Regions from separate parts of the Capra hircus genome. Here region 1 is linked to region 2. A link is a contact called in public Hi-C data. All regions are on one chromosome and are shown on one strand. Each heading gives the region's core, a stretch centred on a gene start, on an enhancer-like site or on the middle of the called end of the contact. The rest is flanking DNA. Distances are from core to core; before and after follow the strand shown.

Region 1 (5,560 bases), core at 1,888-4,387, 190 kb after region 2:
ACACTTTCTCTCACACACTTCTCTCTCTCTCTTTCACACACACACACACCCTGCCCCAGTGCTAGGTCCTGCCTCCTCCTGTGAAGCCCAGCGGGACAGTCAACCGAGTGTGCCCGGCACTTGGGTGGGGGTCCCGCCGGGCGCCTGCCCTCCCCAGGGGCAGAAGTGCCGCACAGAGGCCCCCGGCGGAGGGACGGGGCGCCCGGGCGGGGTCTCTCAGCCCCACCTCTCCTCGAACGTGGCCGAGTGCGGGTAGAACTGCACGTCGGTGCTCTGGCTGCTGTAGCGGCAGCAGGCCTCGTCGATGTTGTAGGCCTCCACCTTGTCGGACCAGTCCGTCTCGCAGGTTTCCTTGTGCTCCCGGTTCAGCCTGCGGGCGAACGGCGGGCAGGGCCTGCGTCAGGGCGGGTGGGGAGCTGGGCGCACCCCGACGCTGGGCATGGCCAGCCCCCAGGCGACAGGGGGGCCTCATCTGCTGACGGTGGGCCCCGGGGTGCTGGTCTGGCTCTGGATGTCCAGGCCCCCTGGCCACCCCCACCTGCCCAGTGCCCCCTCCCCGCCCTGTGCTCCTGGCTGTGGCTGGGGACAGTCCGTCACCTCTCGCAGCCTCAGGGCCGGGTCACCCGACCTCCTGCCTACAGTGGCCTGAGGGGTAAGAGGACGGGGTCACCCCAAGGGCAGCTCTGGAGGCCGCCCAGACCCACCGAATCTGGCTCACAGCCTGCATGATGGTCCTTTTCAGGAGCTCCTGAATGTTCCGGATGAGCTCGGCCTCCTAGGGGAGAAGACCCCCGCCCCTGGTGAGAGTCTGAGGACCTCCAGGCTCTTAAACCCCGAGGAAGAGCAGAGTTTCGGGTGATGCCCAGTGGAACTGGGCCCTGCTTATGGCCCCAGTCTCTGGTGGAAGTGGGGGCAAGCCTGGTTCTCTTAGAGGATCTATTCTGGGCTTGGAGCACCCTGTCTGGGGCACTGCAGTGGGCTCTTTGGGGGTCTTCTATGGGCTGTGGGGAACATCAGCCAATGGTGGTTCCCACTTGCTGGGCACGCAGCACCCCCGGGCTCTGAGCCATCACTGGTGCCTGCCCACGGACCCCAGAGTGCCCGGCAATAGCCTCTGAGGACCCTATCAACTAAGTCCCCACCCAGGACTGCCCTCACACACCCAGGACACATGGGAACCCTGTGTTTCCTCCTGCCTCCCTGACGGGTTCATTTCCTGGGGAGGAAAAGCCCTCCCTGGATCTGAATCTTCCCCTCCACTGGGCTCTAAGCCCTTGTGTCCGGTTCTGACCCATGGGCCCGCCTTCCTGTCCTGACTCGGTTGTCCATGTACTGCTGGGCGAGGGGCCTGGCTCAGAACAGAGCCGTCCCTCCTGGAGCCTTGGGAGGTTCTTGAGTGAATGAGTGTGAGGGTGGGGCCGTGGGGGGATGGCAGAGGAAGGGCCTGGGCTTAGGGGAGGCACCCAGGTTTGAGGGGGTCCCCGGGTGCCTGACTGTGTGTGTGTCTCCCCACGTCTCATGAGTGACCGTGGCTGCAGCCTGCTCACAGCTGAGGCCCTTCCCCACCAGCATCAGGGGCCTGGCCTGGGTGACCCCCAGTCCTTCAGGGCTGCCCCAAGAACAGGTCCTGCCGGGTCTCTGTGGGATGCACGAGGCCTCCACCCTACCTTCACCGTCCACACCTGCACACCGGCCTGAGGCTGGATTTCCAACGCAGACATTGGCAGGGTGGGGGTGTGGCAGGGCTCCACCTCTGTGAACTCAGGGTCGGGCTTCATCTGCATGACCCAGGGTGACCAGAGGGGCAGGTCAACAGGTGCCGGGCCCCAGGGGTGACTGAGGGGCCACCCAGGAGGCACCGGCGCCACCACGACCTGACCAGGAGGGTCTCCCTTGGCCTGCACGCATTCCAACCCCAGCCAGCCGCCCCTGGGGCCCAGCTCAGGCCCTTCCTGGTTTCCTGGGGGCCGAGCCCTGCCCTGCCTCAGGCCAGCGTCATCCCGGCACACATTCGGGGATGAATGCCACCATGGCCTGGGCCCTGCCTCTCCCCGAGTGAGAGCAGGGGTGGAACAGGTGAGTGGACAAGCACGAGGCTCCAGCCCTGCCCCCGTGCAGGGGGGCACCCAGGCCACGATGCCCCTCACCCAGCAGGGCCTGACTGGCCCAACTTGCAGGGAGCTCAGCCTTGCCCAGCACCCACTGTGGGAACCAGGCCGAGGGAAGGCCAGAACTGGCACCCTCCCCCCTCCCCCCAGGGAGCCTGAGTTCTGCCCCTGCCCCCAGCTGGGGAGGCCCCAGGACCAGTTGGTTCTGGCACCCCACCCCTCTGTGCCTGGGCGTGTGCTCGAGTGTCCCCACGTGGGCAGAGTGCAGGCTCCCAGGGGTGCCCAGGCACCAGGCTCTGCACAGCCAAGTCGAGGGGGGAACACTGGGAAGGTCGTGCTCCCTGGAGAGAGGTGGGAGGCCGGTCTGCGGCTCCAGGGACTGGGCAGCCGAACCTTCAGCAGCTCGATCTCCACACAGTCGCGCACAAGGTCGGGGTGCTGGCGGCGATCGCGGCACTGCAGGTTGTCGGTGACGATGGAGAAGGGCCCGGCCGTGGCGTCCAGGGCGCGCTCCAGCCGCTGCTTCTGGGCCAGCAGCTGCTCGGTCTCGGAGACCAGCTCCTCCACCTGGCGCTGCAGCTCCGACTTCCAGCCGTGCGTGTCTTGCAGGCGCCCGCCCACCTTCCTCGTGGAGTCTTGCTGTGTGCGCTGTGCCAGCGCCTCGGTCTCCGCCGCCAGCTGCTGGCTCTCGTGGCGCTGCCGCTCCGACTGGTCGCGATCGGCGAAGGCCTGGTGGTAGCGGGCATAGCAGTTCTGGAACCACTCGTCCAGTAGGTACTTGGCCGTGCGGAAGCCGGAGGTGGCCAGGCCCGAGGATGTGTGGGCGCCCGTGTTTCGGGCCACATCGTACAGCTTGCGGGGCAGCTGGCATGCTGGCACCGTCTGTGGGGCGGGCTCCTTGGTCAGGAGTATGTCCGTCTGTGCCATGGCGCCGCCCAGGCACGGGCGGGAGTGGGGAGAGAGGGAGGGGGGCCGCTCAGCTCGCTCAGCAGGGCAGCTCTGGCCACTGGGTCCCCAAGCAGGATGTGGCTTCTGGTTTCCCGGAGACAGTACACGCCAAGCCCTCCTGTTGCTAGGCGACTGGAATTCTCCCACCTCCCACCACCTGGTGGCCCTCTTAAAGGGCCAGGCAGGCCCCAGCCCCACCTGTCCTGGCCACGCCTGGTACCTGCCAGAGGAGCTGCATGAGGGACAGGCCCTTGTCTCCTGCGTCAGACTTGTTCCCAGGCAGTGCTCTCCTGGGCACCCACGTGTCCCTGATGGGGGTTGACTCAGCCTCCAGTGGGGGCCTTGAATCAGATCCGCAGATCTGCCCCATAGGAAGGAGGCAGGTCCTGTCATGGGGACAGTGTCCCCACGACCACCCAGGGCCTTGCCTGTGTCTCCTGGCCCCTGGGCTGCCTGCTGCCCTTCAGCTGCTCAGTCGTGTCCCACTCTTTGAGACCCCATGGACTGCAGCACGCCGCGCTTCCCTGTCCATCACCATCTCCTAGAGTTTGCTCAAGCTCATGCGGCTTCAGTCAGTGATGGCGTCCACCCATCTGCTCCTCTGTCTCCCCTTATCCTCCGGCCTTCAGTCTTTCCCAGCATCAGGGTCTTTTCCAATGAGCCAGTTCTTTGAATCTGGTGGCCACAGTATTGGAGCTTCAACTGCAGCATCAGTTCTTCTAATGAACATTCAGGGTTGATATCCTTCAGGATTTTCTGGTTTGATCTCATTGCCGTCCAGGTTACTCTCAAGAGTCTTCTCCACCACCACAGTCCTAAAGCGTCAATTTTTCGGCACTCGGTCTTCTTTATCATTCAACTCTCACACCTGTACACGACACTGGAAAAACAGTAGCTTTGACTATATGGACCTTTGTTGGCAAAGTCATGACTCTGCTTGTTAATACACTGTCTGGGTTTGTCATAGCTTTTCTTCCAAGGAGCAAGTGTCTTTTAATTTCATGGCTGCAGTCACTGTCCTCAGTGATCTTGGAGCCCAAGAAAATAAAGTCTGTCACTGTTTCCACTGTTCCCCATCTATTTGCCGTGAAGTATGAAGTGGATGCCGTGATCTTTGTTTTTTTAATGTTGAGCTTTAAGCCAGCGTTTTCACTCTCTTTCACTTTCATCAAGAGGTCCTTTAATTCCTCATCACTTTCTGTCATTAGGGTGGTGTCATCTGCGTATCTGAGGTTACTGATATTTCTCCCAGTAATCTCACTTCCAGCTTGTGCTTCATCCAGCCCAGCATTTCACATGATGTACTCTGCATATAAATTAATTAAGCAGGGTGACAACATACAGCCTTGATGTTCTCCTTTCCCAATTTTGAACCAGTCCGTTGTTCCATGTCCAATTGTAACTTGCCTCTTGACCTTCACTTGGTACCTGGGGAGAGTGACATCTCCAAGTGCCCCCTCCTGGGCGGGGAGTCCAAGAGCCCCGTTGATTCCCAACATGACCGGCAGAGGGAGACATTGGCTGTGAAATGCGAGAAGGAGGCAGGAAAGGCGGTCTGGTTTTCCCATCTCTTGAAGAATTTTCCACTTTTTGTTGTGATCCACAGAGTCAGAGGCTTTAATGTAGTCCAGGAAGCAGAGGTGGATATTTTTTCTGGAATTCCCTTGCTTTTTTAGGATCCGGAGGATATTGGCAATTTGATCTCTGGTTCCTTCTTCTTTTCTAAATCTAGTTTGAACATCTGGAAGTTCTCAGCTCATGTACTGTTGAAGCCTAGCTTGAAGGATTTTGCTTTGCTAGCATGTGAAACGAGCACAATTGTGCAGTAGTTTGAGCATTCTTTGGCATTGCCCTTCTTTGGGATTGGAATGAAAACTGACCTTTTCCAGTTCTGTGGCCACTGGTGAGTTTTCCAAATTTGCTGGCATATTGAGTGCAGCACTTTCACAGCATCATCTTCTAGGATTTGAAATAGCTCAGCTGGAATTTCATCACCTCCACTAGCCTAGTAATATTTCATAAGGCCCACTTGACTTCATAGTGATGTTTCATAAGGCCCATTACTTCCAACTTGGGGCTTCCCCTTCTGTCCAGGGGCTTCCACTCCCAACAAGGACCTTAAGACTCCCACCCCAGGCTTCCCCCTCCCCAGGTGCTGGGACCACACCCTCTCTGATGCGCTCCACCGGCTAGATCCTGCACCTAGCCTGCCTGCTGCCTCCCGCTGCGCCGGCCGGCCCTTGGCTCGGGGTCCACTCTGCTCTTGGTGGAGCTGGTGTGGGCGGTGTGGGCTCCTGCTTAAGCGTGTCATCATCTCACCTTCCTCTCCCCCCACCTGCCTCCCCCTACCTCAGTTTAAAGGGCTCGTGAGAGGGGCCGACCTACAGGAGGAGCAATCTGGGGGGGCGCCCTCCCAGGGTAATGTAATGTTTCATAAGGCCCACTTGACTTCACAGCCCAAGATGTCTGCCTCTAGGTGAGTGACCACCACACCATCTGGGTTG
Region 2 (5,964 bases), core at 401-2,900:
CCAGCACCCACCCCAGGGTAGGTGTGGGACCCTCTCGACTACAACAGGCTGACTCCCCTCCTGAGGCCTCAGGGGATGTGCCTCCTTGTCTCCCATCCCTGGGAGTTCCTATCTGAGGTGAACATGGGGATAGGAAGATAAAAAAGAAACTATTTCACCCAGTTAAACAGAGCTCACAAGAAACTAGGTAGTTCTTGGATAATCTTTGAGTGTTTGAAAATGACTTTCAAAAATAATTTAAGCTCTTAGACTCATGTTTGCAAAATACACAGTGAATGATTCCAGGGAATCACAGGTTGTAATCAGCATAAGCTGTGAGTCATAAAGTCTCAGGGAGGTGACTCTGGCTAAGCAGTGTGTTCTGACGGCTCTGCGGTCCACAGGTGACCCCCTCCTTCCCCGCCTGCTCCAGCCCTCCCATGACATTGGCTCTTGCCAGCATGCGGGTCAGAAAGACACACATGGTCTACACCTTGGTGCTCCTGAGGTTCAGGAAGAGGCCCAGGGCCTGCACCTGCCTAAGCACCAAACACTCCAGTGCCCACAGGCCATGGGGGGTCCCCTTCTGATGAGGCCAGTGCCGCTCAGGGGTCCTGTGTATTGCTGGCGAGCCTGCGCCCCCAAAGGGCCTTTCGCTATGAAGGTGGGTGAGTGGGACGAATGCACACGTCGGGCCACCAGTGCACTGTCACCCAGGCCTGGGCATGGCTCTAGGTTTTCCCTCTCGACCTGCAGCTGCACCCCCAGGTCTGTGCAGCACTGCAGAAAATTCTACCTGATCATGGGGCAGCTATGTGAGTGGAGCTGGAGGTGTGTGGAGGGCCCCACAAATCTGTCTCACAGCTGCCATAGCCATCCCCTCCCCTGCCCGGTGGCCAAGTGTGGTGGGCCTTGCGCCTTCAGCAGGTACGCTTCTGGTCCCAAACGATATGCCCACCATGTAGGGGTGGATGGAAGTGGCTCCTAGAAACAGTTTCAGTGCCCAGAGGTTTTCCACAAAAACAGAGGAGACACTTTAGCTGTCAGCTGGGGCTGCCTCCCACAGCAGGGATGATGCCCAGCAGTGTTCACCGCCCAGAGTAGGTCTGATGAACTGGCTGAGCAGGAAACTGAGGCCCCGGGGCTCCGGGCTTGCCCAGGTCTCACCCTCGTTTTTGTGTCCTTCATCTAGTGACTTCCTTCAAACAGCTGGAATCCCTGCCATCTGCTCATTTCATCAGAAGCTGCAGAAGCTCTGGTGACTGCAGAGTGCAAGTGACTGAATGGGGACCCTCGACTATCACGAAGATCTCTCGCCGGAAAGGACTCCCGTCCTGTGCCAGGGGGCGAGGACTCCCATGGGGACCGCGGACATCGTTCACCCCTCCCAGGTTCAGCGCAGGGCTCCCTCGCCTGGGCCACGTCTGCCGCTTCTGGAGCAGTCTATGCAGACTGCTCTGCAGAACTTGACACCAGAGTTACAAGGAATCTAGAATTCAACCTCCCAGGGAAAGATCTGTCATGTGAAACGGGGAAGGACCAAGCCAACGGGAGTCCACGCAAGGAGCAAACGCAGGAGTGCGTCCTGGACTGCAGAGCTCTCGGGGCGGCACCGGCGGGACGGCTCCGAGGTGTGCGCGGCTCGCTGCTCGGTTTCACAGGACGAATCTGCTCCGGGCTTGGCTTCCGGAGGACCCGGGCGGCGCCGAGCGGCGAGAGGAGCCCACGCACCGCGGGGCCCTGGCTGCTCGGCCGCTGGGACTGCAGGGCAGACTCGGGGGGCTTTCCCTCACGGCCAGGATTAGGACAGGGAACTCGCGACAGACGCCGCTATCAGAAGACGAGGTTTCCTAGGACAGAGGCTGACGGCGTTTAGCTAAAGAACTTAAGCGAAACAAGTTTCCGGCGCTCTTACTAGTGTTAACGTGCGGTGTTTATCGTGAAGACAGTACTGAGCGGCACCGCGAGGGAAGGCCCGGCAGCAGGCTCCGGGCATCTCCGCTGCTCCGTGATCCCCGCCGTCAACGGTCTTGCACAGCCCGCGGCGCTCAAAGCCCACTGCAGCCTCGGGAGATCACTTCCGGGTCTAAGCGTGGAGGGGGCGGGGCGCGCAGGGGACCTGCCCCCCGGGCGAGGGGCGGGGCTTCTGCAGGGCGCTGTTGTGCGTGACGCAGCCATCTTGGAGCTGGGCGGTGGCGGCGTCCTCTGTGGAGGCGTGGCCGGAACGGAGGTGGCCGTTGTCACCTGTCAAGCTCAGGTGTTCCCTTGGCCTGGCTTCTCAGGCTCCTGTTAAGTTATGGCAGGTGACCTTTGAGGCGGCCGGGCATCCCCCCTCCCCCCACGGCGGCACTGGTGAGCGAGACCGTCCGCCCGAATCTGTGAAAAAAGGGGAAATGTTGAAGACTGACGACAGAGCCATCAGGGTGCCTCTGCCCAACCCATAGCCTCCCTCTCAGATCCCCCTCCTCAGGTTCCCCCCCCCCTCAGGTCTCCCCTCAGGTCCCCCCCTCAGGTTCCCCTCTCAGGTCTCCCTCTCAGGTTCCCCCCTCAGGTCTCCCTCTCAGGTCTCCCTCTCAGATCCACCCCCTCAGATCCACCCCCCGTCAGGTCCCCCTCAGTCCCCCCGTCAGGTCTCCCCCTCAGGTCCCCCCTTCAGGTCTCCCCCTCAGGTCCCCCACCTCAGGTCTCCCTCCTCAGGTCCCCCCGCCTCAGGTCCCCCCGCCTCAGGTCCCCCTGCCTCAGGTCCCCCCCTCAGGTATCCCTCTCAGGTCCTCCCCCTCAGGTGCCCCCTTCAGGTCCCCCCCTCAGGTCTCCCTCTCAGGGCCTCCCCCTCAGATCCTCCCCCTCAGGTCCCCTGCTCAGGTACCCCCCCCTCAGGTCCCTCCCTCAGGTCTCCCCTTCAGACCCCCTGCTCAGGTCCCCCCTCAGGTCTCCCCCACAGGTCCCCCTACTCAGGTCCCCACCCCTCAGGTCTCCTCACTCAGGTCTCCCCCTTATGTCCCCCCTTCAGGTCTCCCTCTCAGGTTCCCCCCCGAGGTCCCCCCTCAGGTCCCTGCCCTCAGATCCCCCCCTCAGGTCCCTGCCCTCAGATCCCCCCCTCAGGTCCCTGCCCTCAGATCCCCCCTCAGGTCCCCCCCAGGTCCCCTCTCAGATCCCCCCCTCAGGTCTCCCTCTCAGGTCCTCCCCCTCAGGTCCCCCCTCAGGTCCCTCCTCAGATCCCCCCCTCAGGTCTCCCCTCAGGTCCCCCCTAGGTCCCCCATCAGGTCCCCCCCAGGTCCCCCTCAGATCCCCCCTCAGGTCTCCCTCTCATGTCCTCCCCCTCAGATCTCCCCTTCAGGTCCCCCCCTCAGGTCCCCCCTCAGGTCTCCCCTTCAGGTCCCCCCACTCAGGTCCCCTCCATTAGGTCTCCCTCTCAGGTCCTCCCTCTCAGGTCCCCATCCCTCAGGTCTCCTCACTCAGGTCTCCCTCTCAGGTCCTCCCCTCAGGTCCCCCCGTCAGGTCTCCCCTTCAGGTCCCCCCCCTCAGGTCTCCCCTTCAGGTCCCCCTGCCTCAGGTCCCCCCTCAGGTCTCCCTCTCAGGTCCCCATCCCTCAGGTCTCCTCACTCAGGTCTCCCTCTCAGGTCCTCCCCTCAGGTCCCCCCCTCAGGTCTCCCCTTCAGGTCCCCCCCCTCAGGTCTCCCTCTCATGTCCTCCCCCTCAGATCCTCCCCCCTCAGGTCCCCCCTTCAGGTCTCCCCTTCAGGTCCCCCCTTCAGGTCCCCCCTCTCAGGTCTCCCTCTCAGGTCCTCCCCTCAGGTCCTCCCCTCAGGTTTCCCTCTCAGGTCCCCCCCTTAGGTCTCCCCCATCAGGTCTCCCTCTCACGTCCCCCCTCTCAGGTCTCCCCCTCAAGGGCTGTTCTGGGGGTGGGGGTCCACCACCGCCCTATCTTGGTGGGGCCTTGAGACCCCCTCTCCTTGTTTCTTTACAGCCTCTCCCTCCTCGAGCCCCCTGGCCTGGTCCTGGGCAGGGCCTGGGTTGCAGATGGTCAAGTTCCACTTTTGTCCATTTTAATGGTCAAATGCACCAATGGCAGCACACGGCAAGAGGTGCTCCCTGTGGTATCTGGAGGTCCTGAGCGGTTCTTGGGCTGAGGTCTGTGGAGCTAGGTCTTTGGAGCTGGATCTCAGAGGAAGAGCCCAGAAGCCCTGCCAAGACAGTTTCATGTTGCATTTCACCCAAATCCCAAAAAGGCAGCTCCTAAAATCCCATTACTGTGTGGTGGTGTCAGGCCATTCCATCTTCAGCTGGCTGGCTCATCCATGTCCCCTGCCTGGCCTTTGCCACTAGGTGGAGCCACAGGCCTACCCAATTGCTTCCTCACGTTGCAAACGCCAGACCTGCCTTTCAAATTTAGCGTCAGGACTCTTCAACTCTCCTAAATTTTTCAAGTTTCTGTTACATGGTCACATCTAGGGGTATTTAGGAACAAAAATAGAGCAGCTGTTACACTTAGGACTTTTACTTAAAACCAGTGATGATAAATCCAGTGCATGTAAACATCACAGTTTAAAGAAAAACAGCTTTATTTTCCCATCATTGGTGCAGATCCCTTAGAAGAGCTAGGTTATAACTACGTGGCCAACTCAAGTTCTTTCTGTTGTTCTGTCCACATTTATTTGCTGCTTTTTGATTCTTTTTGTTGAAAGATAAGGAAGGTCAAACATAAAATATTTAAAATATTTAATGTAATTTTATGGGGATAAATGAGCTTGCAGAAACCTGGTTTGTAATCAAGGTTACTCTGCCTGGTCAGTCTTGCTGAGGCTCAGATATTCAGGATTCTCAGAGGACAGTGTCTGTGTTAGAGACTGTGGGTGATTGCGAGGGTCCCAGTCCTTTCAACTTTCGGGGTCTGAGGAGAGACTGGGTTGCTGTGATTACGGGGGCATCTTGCTACTTACAAAAAGGTAATTAATAGACTGTAACTTTTTTTAGAGCACTTTTAGGCTTACAGAAAAACGAAGTAGAAAGGATGGTGTCCCTGTGTGCCCCCTGCCCTTCGCATCCCTTGTTGCTAGCCTCTGCTTGTCACAGTTATGAACCAACGCCAGCGCAGTGTTAGGTAGCATCCTCTTCCTGCAGCAGGTCCCCTGTCATGTGTGGTCCTTGCATCTCCTGGGCTCCTCTGGAATAGGGTCTCTGACTTAGTTTTGACTGCCTTGGCCATTCTGAGGTGTGCTGGTCAGGGATTTTGCAGGATGCCCGTCGACTGGGGTTTGTTGGATGTTTTTCTCTTAGTTGGGCAAAGATGGTGACTGCTGCTCGGATCATGACCTTTCTGTATATCCTGCTTCCTTCTCCTGAGATTAAGAGGGCCTGGAGGCACAGAACAGGGTCCTTCCTGTCTTCCAAGGGAGAAGGAGGGAGAAAGGGGTGAATGCTTGAGGGGAGGGCAACGGGGGCCAGGAGAGCACGCGTTGTCGGAGAGGCAGCAACAACAAAGCAGGGCTGAGGGAGCTGGCCTGACACCCTTGAGCACCTAGTGGAGCACCTGGTGAGGAGCCCTGCAGCCCCTCCCGCCTGAGGCCTCATTTCAGGGAGAGCCAAGACTCTGCTTGGTGAGGGGCTCCAAGGGGCTTGGTGAGCCCACAGTGGTTGGGCTCTGTCTGGGGAGCACATGTTCTCCCAACTTGGTTCCCTGGATCCAGTGGGCATACAGCCTGGCTCTCTCCCTGCCGGGCTTGGCCTCAGGTGACCTAGTAGGATTGTGAGTTCAGGCTGCCGTCTCTTCAGAACACTCCCTTTAGCTTTTCTGGGAGTTCTCACTCTGGCCTCAGGGCCTTGGGCTACTGCTTTCACCTGCTTTGCCCTTTAGGGTCCACGTGTGGATTTGTGTTAGTTGTGGGTGACCAGCTCCTGCTGAGGGGCTGGAGGCTCCATGGGGAGCAGGCAGGAGAGGGTGAGAGGGAGCATGGGTGTGCGCACAGCGAGGCAGTGACTGCAGGGC

The links. Hi-C and Micro-C count contacts between places; a contact is called where the count stands out from the background.
Region 1: a Hi-C map of blood shows a contact between it and region 2, with 6 times the contacts expected there. The contact joins the promoter of LOC102177295 here to the enhancer-like site in region 2. A contact is called at or near these places in 2 of 5 Hi-C or Micro-C datasets (both in blood).

The regions. Positions count from the first base shown.
Region 1 is chr25:810,899-816,458 of ARS1.2, forward strand. It overlaps LOC102177295 (tektin-4), which reads right to left and starts at 3,138. Exons shown (of 6, transcript XM_018040077.1): 1 at 2,502-3,138; 2 at 705-775; 3 at 227-370. The coding sequence starts at 3,035.
Region 2 is chr25:619,286-625,249 of ARS1.2, forward strand. No RefSeq gene overlaps it. Among named protein-coding and RNA genes, the nearest start is that of GNG13, 5.1 kb to the left of the region's middle. Within about 2 kb of position 1,651, at least 4 of the 5 cell types and tissues checked have an H3K27ac peak or open chromatin away from gene starts, as enhancers often do.